3 separate regions of the Gossypium hirsutum genome follow, and all the other regions are linked to region 2. Evidence: chromatin contacts called from public Hi-C data. All regions are on one chromosome and are shown on one strand. Each heading gives the region's core, a stretch centred on a gene start, on an enhancer-like site or on the middle of the called end of the contact. The rest is flanking DNA. Distances are from core to core; before and after follow the strand shown.

Evidence for each region. Hi-C and Micro-C count contacts between places; a contact is called where the count stands out from the background.
Region 1: a contact with region 2 is called in a Hi-C map of leaf, with 2.3 times the contacts expected there. The contact joins the promoter of LOC107910157 here to the promoter of LOC107908491 in region 2. A contact is called at or near these places in 2 of 34 Hi-C or Micro-C datasets (both in leaf).
Region 3: a contact with region 2 is called in a Hi-C map of leaf, with 2.6 times the contacts expected there. The contact joins the promoter of LOC107910679 here to the promoter of LOC107908491 in region 2. A contact is called at or near these places in 2 of 34 Hi-C or Micro-C datasets (both in leaf).

Annotation. Positions count from the first base shown.
Region 1 is chrD02:42,124,022-42,128,201 of Gossypium_hirsutum_v2.1, reverse strand. LOC107910157 (probable inactive receptor kinase At1g48480) reads right to left here and starts at 2,615. Exons shown (of 2, transcript XM_016837930.2): 1 at 918-2,615; 2 at 1-342. The coding sequence starts at 2,289.
Region 2 is chrD02:42,463,725-42,467,437 of Gossypium_hirsutum_v2.1, reverse strand. It overlaps LOC107908491, which reads right to left and starts at 2,068. Exons shown (of 4, transcript XM_016835668.2): 1 at 1,752-2,068; 2 at 1-349. The coding sequence starts at 335.
Region 3 is chrD02:42,179,702-42,183,657 of Gossypium_hirsutum_v2.1, reverse strand. LOC107910679 (prostaglandin E synthase 2) reads left to right here and starts at 1,422. Exons shown (of 6, transcript XM_016838629.2): 1 at 1,422-1,880; 2 at 2,826-2,960; 3 at 3,108-3,195. The coding sequence starts at 1,541. LOC107908390 (a long non-coding RNA gene) reads left to right here. Exons shown (of 3, transcript XR_001687007.2): 3 at 1-46.

The sequences.
Region 1 (4,180 bases), core at 1,366-3,865, 340 kb after region 2:
AGATTGAATGGGTGGGGGCTTTCCCAGTCAATAACTCCAAAAGCAACACACCAAAGCTATAAACATCAGCCTTTTGTGATACTTTGCGGGGGTCAGTCACCTCTGGTGCCCGGTACCCCAGCACTCTATTGGGACTGGACGATGACCCTACAATGTTTGCCAGTCCAAAATCCGAAACTCGAGCTTCATAGGATTTAGTGAGGAGGATATTTGAAGATTTTATGTTTCCATGAGAGACATTAGGGCCTTGAGAGTGGAGGAATTCAATTCCACAGGCAGCTCCAAGAGCAATTCCAGACCTAATGTCCCAGTTCAGTGGAGTCCTTCCTGCCCCTTTATTCCCTGCATCCCAAAATTAACAGAGCAATGAAAGAAAAATTAAAAGGTAAATACAGCATGAGGATATTTGTTATCATTACAGATTATGATGGAATCTCCAGAAATGGCAGAGAGGTAAATGAAACATCAATGCAACATGAGAAGCTCATAACAAGAGAGGTAAATGGCAGAATGAGAAGATCAATGCAACCCCATTCAAATTGATTTTCATGTTTCCATGAAATACCAATGAAGAATTACACTCTTCTAAGCATTCCTAATTTATCAGTTTTTTTAGAAGAGAATCAATCCATAATCCTCTCAGAGATGATGAAGACATACCAAAAGAATCTTCAGGTAGATACAGCGATGACATTTAATAAATAGTGTTACAATTAAAATAGTACAGATTATGATAAACTTCAAAAGGATCCAAAACTAAGAGTCAGATGATAACAAATAATGGTAGTAAAAAAAGGAGTGACCGTGACTATCTCCACTCCAGCATCAACAGATGATGAAGAATGGAAATGATAACATAAATCTGAAAAAAGCAAAACAAGAATAAATTATCCAAGAATAGGATGAAATGCTCTCACCATGCAAAAGCGCAGATAAGCTTCCCATGGGCATGTAATCATAAACAAGAAGCTTCTCATCCCTACTAAAATAGTAAGCTCTGAGAGGGACCAAATGCTGATGATCCATAGCTCCAACCCCTTCGATCTTATCCTTAAATTCCCTCTCAGATATAGTGACATCCTTGAGTCTCTTAACAGCCACTGCGTTTCCACCTTCCAACACTGCTTTATATGCTGTTCCAAACGTGCCTTTACCTAAAACCTCTGCAGAAGCTCTCAACAAATCCTCCAAGTCAAACACTCGCGTTGCATTCCCAAAGAAGACCAACTTCTTAGCTCCGGTCCCACTGTTTTCGGCCGCTTTGGCTCCACCACCCACCATTGCTGCTACTGCCGCCGCTGCCACTGAATACCCATTCCCATTCCCATTCGCATATCCACCATTCTCCATTTCCCCACCTGATTTCTCCCCAGGAATCTCCATTTCTTGATTCTTAAGCGAAGTGATGTCAATTGACCTCGATTTCTTGCTACTCTTCTTTCTACATAAAATCATTAAAATCACAACAATCAGAAGAAATCCCAGCACAGATCCAATAACAATACCTGCAATTGCACCCCCAGACAACTTGCTCTTCTTCTTTTTCTCCGGTTTATTCTCATTCGTTGGATTGGCGGGCTCACTTGTATTCCCAGGAGCAGCAGTAGCAGTGGCAGGGCAAGCCTTGTCAAGCGGTTTCCCACAAAGCAAATTCCCCAGAAAAGCATCGAACCCATATTTCTGTAACCCCTTGGGGATTGAGCCGTTCAATAAATTATTTGACACATTAAATTGGTCGAGGTTTTGCAAAGAACCCAACTCAGGTACCGACCCAGAAAGACTGTTGCTGTCAAGAAGCAAAGTTCTTAACCTCGTCAAATTGTTGAACCCAACAGAGACTTCCCCAGAAAAGTTGTTCCCAGAAAGACTTAGCCTCACTAAATCATGAAGACCAAAAAGGAACTCCGGTATCTCACCCGAAAAATGGTTTCCCTGCAAGTAAAGGTTTCGGAGGTTTTGACAGAGAGCAAGATCCGAAGGGAGTGGTCCAGTTAACGAGTTGAGACGTAGACTGAGGGTGCGCAGCTGAGTCAAGTTCCCGAAAATGCCAGTCGGAATTTGGCCAGAGAGAGCAACACCAGGTAGTCTAAGCACTGTGACGCGGTTCCGCTCGCACGTAACCCCAGCCCACGAGCATGGACTCTGGTTCGAGACGTTCCATAAGAGGGTTCTGCCTCCGACTGAGGAACGAAGGCTCAAAAGAGCAGCTCTGTCGGTGACAAGATCTGGTTTGGCCACCTGCAGTAGGAGTGAAGAAAGAATGGCAATGAAAAAAAACTGGGTGAACATTTTGGGTGATGGCGAAGACAAGGAGAACAAGGATAGGAATATAATAGGATAATGTGGGTGGGATACTGATCTGAAACAGCTTTCTTTTCTCCCTTTTCGGCCTAGATTGGAGGCATTGCAAGAAGAAAAGAAAAAGTGTTAATGAGAGAGCATTTTTTCTGTGTTGATAGGTAAAGAGTGGGTGGGTAGTGATGAGTGCCAAAAAGGAACAAGAAAGAGAGAGAAAGAATAGAGTAAGGCAAACCCTAGCTGTTTTACAGTAAGGATGGCTGCAGCTGGTTCGTCAACCCCGTTTCCCTTTTTTTTCTGTTCTTTTTTGTCTTTCTTAGGTTTCCTTTATTATTATTATTAAATACGTAAATTAGAACGTTTTTAGTACAAACAACAAGCCATTCGTTTTTGGCCTTTTCCTACTGATGCATCTTCAGGGTGAGTTTGGAAAACAGCGGTGGCGGTGAGATTAGATACTGTAGCGATACTGTAGCGTGAGATAAAAAGTAAGTTAAACGCACCGCACCACAGTCAATCGCCCATCCAAACGAAGCCTCAGTCTTCGGCGCTTTAACTGCTGCAACCCATTAATTATAATTAAAATATTCACTAATTCGGAATTATTAATATTTTTCATTCCAATTTAGATGGATGAATGTTATAATTAGTAAAACATACTTGATTGGTTCTCAATTTATTAGTATCAATATTATTGTTGGTGCAGAGAAATGTGACTTTGATTGGGTTGGGACACATAAGAATTAAAGATAATTTTAAATAAATAAAAAATATAAATTTTTATGATTATAAGGTGTTTTTTTTTGTTTGGATAAAGTGGCGAAAAGTTTTTCCCCTTATCAAATTCAAAGCTTTCTTTCTGTACGAAGAATGATTTTGTTGGCAAATAATTGATATGGGAATGTTTGGATGAGATTTTCGGTAATAAAATAATTATTTTTTGTTTAAAAATATTGTTTCGGGCAGGTAATATTGTGTTATTATCACATGTTTTTTTTAAATAATTTCGGCAAAGTTGTTAATTGCAGTAACTAAAAGGGTGTTCTTAAAGATTAGGGATAGAAGTAGGTATTCTGAAAAATGGGTATAATAATTTATTCGGCCCTTTAATTTTATGAAAAAAATATTTTAGTCCAAGAGTTTATACTATTTGTCAAATCACCTCAAAATAGATAGAAAAATTATGTTTATTAATTTTATTGACATGATATCCACGTGTATGTCATGTTAGTAATTATTTAATTTTTAAAAAAATTAAAAATTTTTTATAATGTTTTTAAAATTTAAAAAATTTAATTAATTGCTAACATGAAATACACGTGAATACCATGTCAGTAAAATTAACAAATGTAATTTTACTATCTATTTTAAGGTGATTTGAGAAATGACATAAGTTTAAAAGCTAAAAGAGGCAAAATTTTAAATGGAATACTAAAATATATATTTTTTAAAATTAGAGAGCCAAATAAGTTATTATGCCTATAAAAATATCAACTTCATTTGCATTCTTAATAACTTTGATTAACTTTCATTAAAGCGAAAAATGAAAAAAAACAATTATAAATTAACTTTGATTAATTACCTATTTAACAAATTTAACATATTTCAATTATTATTATATTAAAAATATTTTACTCTTATATTACATTTTGTTTGTGGTTTATATGTTCTTAGTTTTTAATTGATATTATTATTAGTGAGGTTTTTGTATTATCAATTATTTTGTCTTAATTTTTTCCCTTTATTTTTAGAATCAATTTTCACTTTTAGCATTTTAATAAAAATTTTAACTTCATTTATAGTTAACAATAATTTAACAAAATATGCTTTTAAATAATTTGAATTTCTGTGGATTAAATGTCAAAATTTTATATTTTAACCA
Region 2 (3,713 bases), core at 819-3,318:
TTATTGAAATGGCGACTGATGGTTTCACCGGAGTATCTAAATAACTCCTGAACAGCCCGAGTCCGTAGGTTATGGCCAATTATGAACAAGAAAATAGCTAATTGCTCCTCAATCTTGATACGATTTGTATGCCGAAGTAAGCCTTTGCCTTGCAGAATATCACATAATTTGTAAAACACTGGCTTATCCATGCGAAAATTTTCCAAACACCGCTCACTCTGTCCATTAAGGACCTCATCTACAAACTTTGTACCATTCAATGCAAAATTATGGCCCAGTTCTTTCGGCACAAAATTTCCATAGATTCCATCCTTTTCATCATCAGAGCTCTCCATGAGAAAACCAGCCACTGCACTTAAGAAGGCAGATCAATCATCACCATACAAAAAGATGTAACAATTTTAATGCAACAAGGAGCTACCCTACCCTACCCAAGCACAAAAGTACACCAGTTAAACGCAACAGGTTAGAAGTTAATCAATGCAAACACCCTCTAAAGCCCTCGTGCTAATATTTTTGGCTGAAAGCACAAACTGATCAAACGATAAAGTTCATGGAACTATAGCTGCAAAAAACTTTAGTAGACAACATGAAGAATCCTCCAGAATCTCTATCCAGGACATACAAAGAATTTATAGACCAGATCACCACCTAAAAAATGAAATATTCTAGTTCCCATTGATTAGTAAACTCCACATTCAATATCATTTGTTAGTTTGGTGCCCTACTAATAAAGAAATAATAAAGCTAAATATTAAGCCTCACAAAATAGTAATAGGAAACTACTCCGGAATCCATCTCACCACAACAGAAATGAAGTAATAAATAGTGTAACTAGAGATATATCCTATAAAATCACCACTAAAATAAAGATCAGAGTAAGAAATTCTAATGAGGTAGTGAACGCAAGAAATAAGTAAAAATAAGAAATTCTAATGAGGTAGTGAACGCAAGAAATAAGTAAAAATATAATGAAATTTGATATTTCGAGGCTTCAGTTGCAGTGATAAAACAATGGGTGCTCTGAAATCCAACGCCATCATAGACTTTGCTATAAGGTCCTTATTTTCTCATTTTTCAATTCATGTCAATCAGGGGAGGTACACAATAACAACAACAAACCAAAGCAAGACATTCTAGCGTAATGCTATATTTGTCTTAAGAAGAAAGTATGGCTATTATTGTGTTCAAAACAGCTGCTTTCTCTTTAAAGCCATCCCTGAAATTGTTCAAAAATGGAATAATCATCCTTTGTTTAGCCACAGCTATTCACCAACTGATATCATAGCACGACTTTTTCCCCAAGACAAAAAACCATAAAAAGAACATAATAAAAGCTGACGAAAAGGATCATAAATAAAAAATGAAGGCTTTTGTTATAATGAAAAAAGAAATTCAAACAAAAAAAATCCAAGAAATGCGATTCAATGTATAGATTAAAACCCTAATATCCAAGAAATGCGATTCAATGTATCCTTTTGAAATCTAATCAGGCACATTGGAGGGCGATTCCCTCCACAACAATCTCAAACTGATAAATAAACAAATATAGCTCCCTGGCAGAGACATAACAACAACAAAACAAACACCAAATATTTCAGATATAACAAACAATGATGTGTGGAGAAGGTGTAGATAGATTATAGTGGAGTAAAAGTTTTTTTCTAAGAATAATAATATCAAAATGTAAGGAAAGAAGGAATAAATGGAGGAACGTTGCGTTTTGGTAGAGAAAGAAGAAAAAGCAATACCGGAGAAAAGCGGGGTTTGAAGGAGACGTGCAAAGGGTAATTTAATTTACATGAAATTGAAGGGAGAAATCGGGAGAGGAGGGTGATAGTAGTAATAGGAGCAGCAGGCCAGCAAGAGAAAAAGGCAGCAATTTTGCAGAGTCTCTCCACTGTCTCCTCCACTACTGGGAGGCTTTTCTTCTCGCTTCACTTCAGGAGCAGGGTTTAATATATATTACTATTCAAACATGTGCGTGCTGTCTTTCGGCTACAATGTTCAGCTCGGCCCATTTTCATTATGCCCCTTCTCTTCTCTTCTCTTCTAAACAACCCAACCCACCCGTATTCCATCCCATCAATCCATATCATCTATACTCTTTTTCTATTCTTTTCTTTTTTCATATAGACAAAGAAATTAGTTAGTGTTAACGTCATAAAAAATATAATATATTCTTCTCCCTGCCAGTCATCGTCTATTGTTATATTTCCTCCATGGATATTTTCCTGCTATTGTCCTGATCAACATTTTGTATTAAATGAAAAAAAGTTTTTAATGTAATTAATTCAACGATTGAACTTTCAATTCCATTGATTATGTTTTTGTTTTTGAAGTATGGCGGCTAAAATTTTGTATTAAATGAAGAAAGTTTTTAAGTCATTAATTCAGCGATTGAACTTCCAATTCCATCAATCATGTTTTATTTTTTAAATATGGGGAACTCCAATTAAATGCATATAAGAGGACGATTTAATTTAACATTATTTCTCAAAAGTATTTTTAAATCCAAAAGTAAAAATAGTATTTTCTAGCTTTTGATTTTGACAAAAAGCTTTTAAGAATAGACATTTCTTCTCAAAAGTACTTTTGAACTCAAAAGTAAAAAAAGTATTTTCTAGCTTTTGATTTTGACAAAAATATTTTTAGAAATAAGGATAATTTTAACTCTTGTAAAATATTTTATATAATATTTATATTGAATATGTAATTATTTGAGAAATTTACCAAAAAAAGCCAAATTTTTTATAAAATTATCGAAATAGGCCGATTTTTTAATTATTTACCGGACTGGGCCGTTTCCCCCAAAATCGCGCCACGTCGGAGCGATGTCAGGGGACGGGGCAGAAGGTCGCGCTGACGTGGACGCGATGTGGACGCGCACGTGAACAGTGCCCAACGGTTAAAAAATTGACTGTTGCCCCCCCCCAACGGTCAAATTTTTTTTTACTATATAAACCCCCCACCCCTTTTATTTTCACAAACAAATTCAATATCAATTTCTTTCAAAAATTCTCTCAATTCCTTTCAAAATTTCTCTCAATTCCCTTCAAAATTTCTATCAATTTCCTTCCAAAATTCTCTCAAACTCTCAAATTCCTTCCAAAATCCTCTCAATTTCCTTCAAAAAATCTCCAAATCCATATTAAATTTCTTTTTCCATTAAATTTCATTTTTTTAAGAAAATTTTAAAATTTTTTATTTTTTTAAAATAATTTTAATATTTTTAATATTTTCAACAATGGCCGGATCATTGATTCGTCTTGATAGGAATCACATATCGGTGGAGCAAATGAACATGGTAAGTATTAAATTTAAATTTTAAATTTTTTTAAGATATTTTTATTTATGTATTTTTAGATATTTATTAATATATTTTTTGTTATAAAAGGCTGAAGATCGGGTATTGGAATGCAATATTCGGAATATGCATGCTCCATCACCGTTAGTAGAGAACTACCTGCGGGAAGCGGGATTTTGGCACGTGGCGACGGTAGGCCGGGGATGCAAGTTGGAGCTGAAACTGATCAGTGCGTTGATCGAGAGGTGGAGACCTGAGACGCACACATTTCATCTTCCATGTGGAGAATGCACTATCACTCTAGAAGATGTCCATCTGCATTTGGGATTGCCGGTGGATGGGCACCCAGTGACCGGGTCTGCCCAATCTAGCAATTGGGAGGCGGTGTGCTACAAGCTTTTGGGCG
Region 3 (3,956 bases), core at 173-2,672, 280 kb after region 2:
AAGTGTATTCAGATATGAAATGATGGATGTTTTTTCTCCTGGAAAATGTATATCTCTGTTGTGCATGTAGATGAAGCCTGAAATAGACAAAAAGGGTTTGGAAGTGGCTTCAGGATTGTGTTTAAACTTCTGAAAGAATGCATAGGTGTTGATTCCTCACTAAAAACATTTTATGCGATTAGGGCACTTATGTCTTCAATGCCTATATAGTCCATGTTTTAGTTCACCATGGGTTAAACAATGGTCTACGGGCTTTTGTGTCCCTTTTGATAAAGAATAAACATTAAAACATTTAAATGCCTCACATACTGAGGATTCAGCTTGTGCCATTAGTGACCTTTTTCAGCAGAACAGTACTTATATAACCTTTCTTTGCTTTAAGGGTGCCTGTTGAAGACTTCAATATTGTGACATTGCATTGTAAAATGCATGCTTGTGATAGTTTCTTAACTCGGTAAGTTAGATGCCATTGGTTTCCTGAAGAAAACTTCATTATTGTCCTGCATGTTCTGATGCATTACAAGGCTAGAAGGTGAATATTGCTAATAATATCTCAAATTAACCTTTCTTTGATGTGCAAACATGATGCAATAATATTTTAAGAAAACTGTCAATGAAGGCTATATGTACCCTTTAATTGGTTATCATCTTTCAGAATCATGCACAGTAAGAAGCATAAAAAAATTTGGCTTCAAAAATTTTCTTAAGGTTGAAGATATTGATACTTTTTAATGTGGTGTAATATTAGTTATGCACTTGAACAATGTTGTTATTATATGGTGTACTACTAATTATGCATTTGGATAATATTATTAATTTCTAATATTAATTGTGGTTTGGAAGCTAATTTATAATTATTCAATCCTTGTTTTTTATTTTTTTATAACACAATTACAAATAATTTATTTGACTTTGGTTGTTTTTAATTTATAACGGTTTATATAAAATAGCTTAATAATTGAATATTATTATATATTTAATTTGATTTATTTATTTATAAATAAATCATTGCAACATATGTAAAAACAATTTAAAATATAAATTTATTAATATGCATATTAATATATGTAAAAACAACTTTTCCAGAAAATATTTTCAGGAAATTTGCCAAACAACAGAAAATATTTTACACAGGTTCATCTAAACACCAGAAAATATTTTCAGTAAATCATTTTCCAGAAAAGTAAATCATTTTCCAAAAATCATTTTCCGAAAAACATTTTACTGGCAAACAAACGGTCACTCTGTCATTCCGACCCAAACAACATGGACAATGGTGGTAATAAAAAAATCTTAACTAAAAACATTTATTAAAAAAAGCCTTTTATATTTTTACCCTAAAAAAACTTCACTAAAAAATAATTAAAAAAGAACTATAGCGTTTGCCCTTTACATTTTTACCCTTTATCTGATTCAACAATGACCAAAACCCCCTATTTCCAAATGCACAAAGCCATAAACCCCTCACATTTATTTTGGGGGAAACTTTCCTCAACAAATCACAAAGCGCCGAGATCTGCCCTCTGCTATAGGATCGCCAATGAGAAGGGCCTCCTTCACCTCCTCCATCCTTTCTAGGACCCTCTCCACCGTTCACGACGGAGGAACAGTCAACCTTCACCCTCGTCTCCTCCGGGTGGCGCTCTTTAGCAGCAGCAGAACCGACAATTCCAATTCTCGCCGCCATTGGTTCTCTCCGCTTCTCAATTCCTTTTCGAAAAGCTCTGGTCAAGCCGTCTCTCTCGGCCTTGTCGGCGTTGTCGCCTCTGTGGCCACTGCTGCTTCGGTCTACGCCAAGGAGCCGCCACCAGCTGAAATCATCCCAAAGGACGTTGTTCTTTATCAGTATGAGGCCTGCCCATTTTGTAATAAAGTTAAAGGTAGTATGTATTCGTTTTTCTTCTTTCCGTTGCATTCGTACCAAATAAAATTGACAGAACCAATCAAATTTGAACTCAGAACTTCATTTTTAAGCAAAAAGTAAATCCAAAAAATTATTTGGATAAGTAATTCTCACCTGTTTTGAATGATTAAATAGTTAGTTTTAGTGAGTTCTAAAGGAAACGATAATATGCTAACATTTTAACTATTCGCTATATATTACATTTTTAAATCAGACATGTTTTGGTAACTACCATGGTGATGGAGAGAAGGATTCTTTTGAAGAACTGAAAACTTAAAACATAACAAATGCATTATTTTTCTTTGATGAAACAATTATATTAGAATCTGTTTTGCATTCTAATCACTTTTTCCTTTTTAGTCAGCTACACTTTTCTTTCTAGAATTTGCATTTTTCTTAGCAACTTTAGGAAGTTGAAAGACAAAACATAAGGCTTTGCTTAATAGTGTGAAAAGAAAATTGGAAAGGTGGAAGATTGACGGAGTAGAAAAATAAAAAGATAGATGATATATATTTCCTTTCATTGATTTTCTTGGTACAAAAGATGGAAAAATTGAAAGAAAAAGTAAGTTTTTTCCCTTCATTGCTTGATAGAGTTAAAAAATGAGAAGAAAATAAAGCTTCTGAAAAATGCATAATTTTGAACTAACATACATCCCTTTCTCATTTTCTCTCCTCTTATCATTCCGAATTGGAATAATTGTTTTTAAGCATTAAGATTGAAAATGGTTCTCTCTTGTTTTCTTTCTTCCCAGTTATCTCTTTCCTATCAAGTACACTCAGAATTTACTTTCTTCTCATTTTTCCACCCATTCTTTCTGTTCTTCCATTTTTCTACTCAACCAAGCACATTCTCAGTAACAAGACAACTAATTAAAATCTTAGTAACTTCATGATTCCTATAATGTTTATCGTCTCTCAGCATTCTTGGACTACTATGATATACCATACAAGGTGGTGGAAGTCAATCCCATTAGTAAGAAAGAGATCAAGTGGTCTGATTACAAGAAGGTGCCTATTCTGATGGTTGATGGTCAACAGCTGGTGGACTCATCAGGTTCTTGTTGTCAAAACTGTTTATAGTTTAAGTTCTCATTGGTTATTTTATATTATCCCTAAAGACCTAACAATCTGTTTAAGTTATTGACTTTATTTAAGCTCATTAGTTGCAATGATGGACTCAACGTGCATGTGGAACATGCAGCTATTATTGACCAATTGAGTGAAAAGATCCTTCCTGGAAAAGCAATTATTTCAGTTGCTGATGAAGATGAAGAAACAAAGTGGCGTAGGTACGGACTGTCTTGTTTCCTATAGTAATTAAAATTTTATTTTTACTATATCACTATAATATTATTAGTTCTTAAGAACTCAATCCTGATATAACATTTGTTACCTTCTTAAGGAGGATTCAGGTCTTCGGTTTAACCCCAGCTACTTGTACCAGAAAACTATCTATATCTTATTAAAATTTATCTTGCTAAGCAAAAGGTATTAAAAGAAACTATATGGGTGCACTAAATAGTTCTTTTTTTAATTTATCTTGTACTTTGAAACTAATTGAGATGACGCTTACCATGAAGTATATTAAGTTCAAAATAGTGCCAAAACATGGTATACTCTCGAAATAACAACCTGTTAACAACGTTTGTCTAGTAGTGTATAGAGGACTTTCTAGTCTTTTCAAAAATCTTTTTACAGATACAAGCCAAACCAAACTTTGGCTTTTAGTGTGCAGCAAATGAGAAGTTTACTGGAATTTTCGGTAACTAGTTTAAGGTCTAAAATGTGAGATACGTGCCTTTCAACTGTAGAGTATTTGGGTGATTGCTCCTAGCATTCCTCTCGATTTTTTATTACCTGGTCTTGAAAGATCAGAATTTTGACCTCAGTTATTGACCCTCTGATAAAACTGAATAATTTGTATAACTTTTTATATTAATTGTCTTTTTAATTGAACCTCATGCATGAAAACATGAACTCTATGCTTAGCAAAGATGTTATGTTTCAGGATATATAAATCAGCATATATGAAAATACTTTTGGTAGTAGA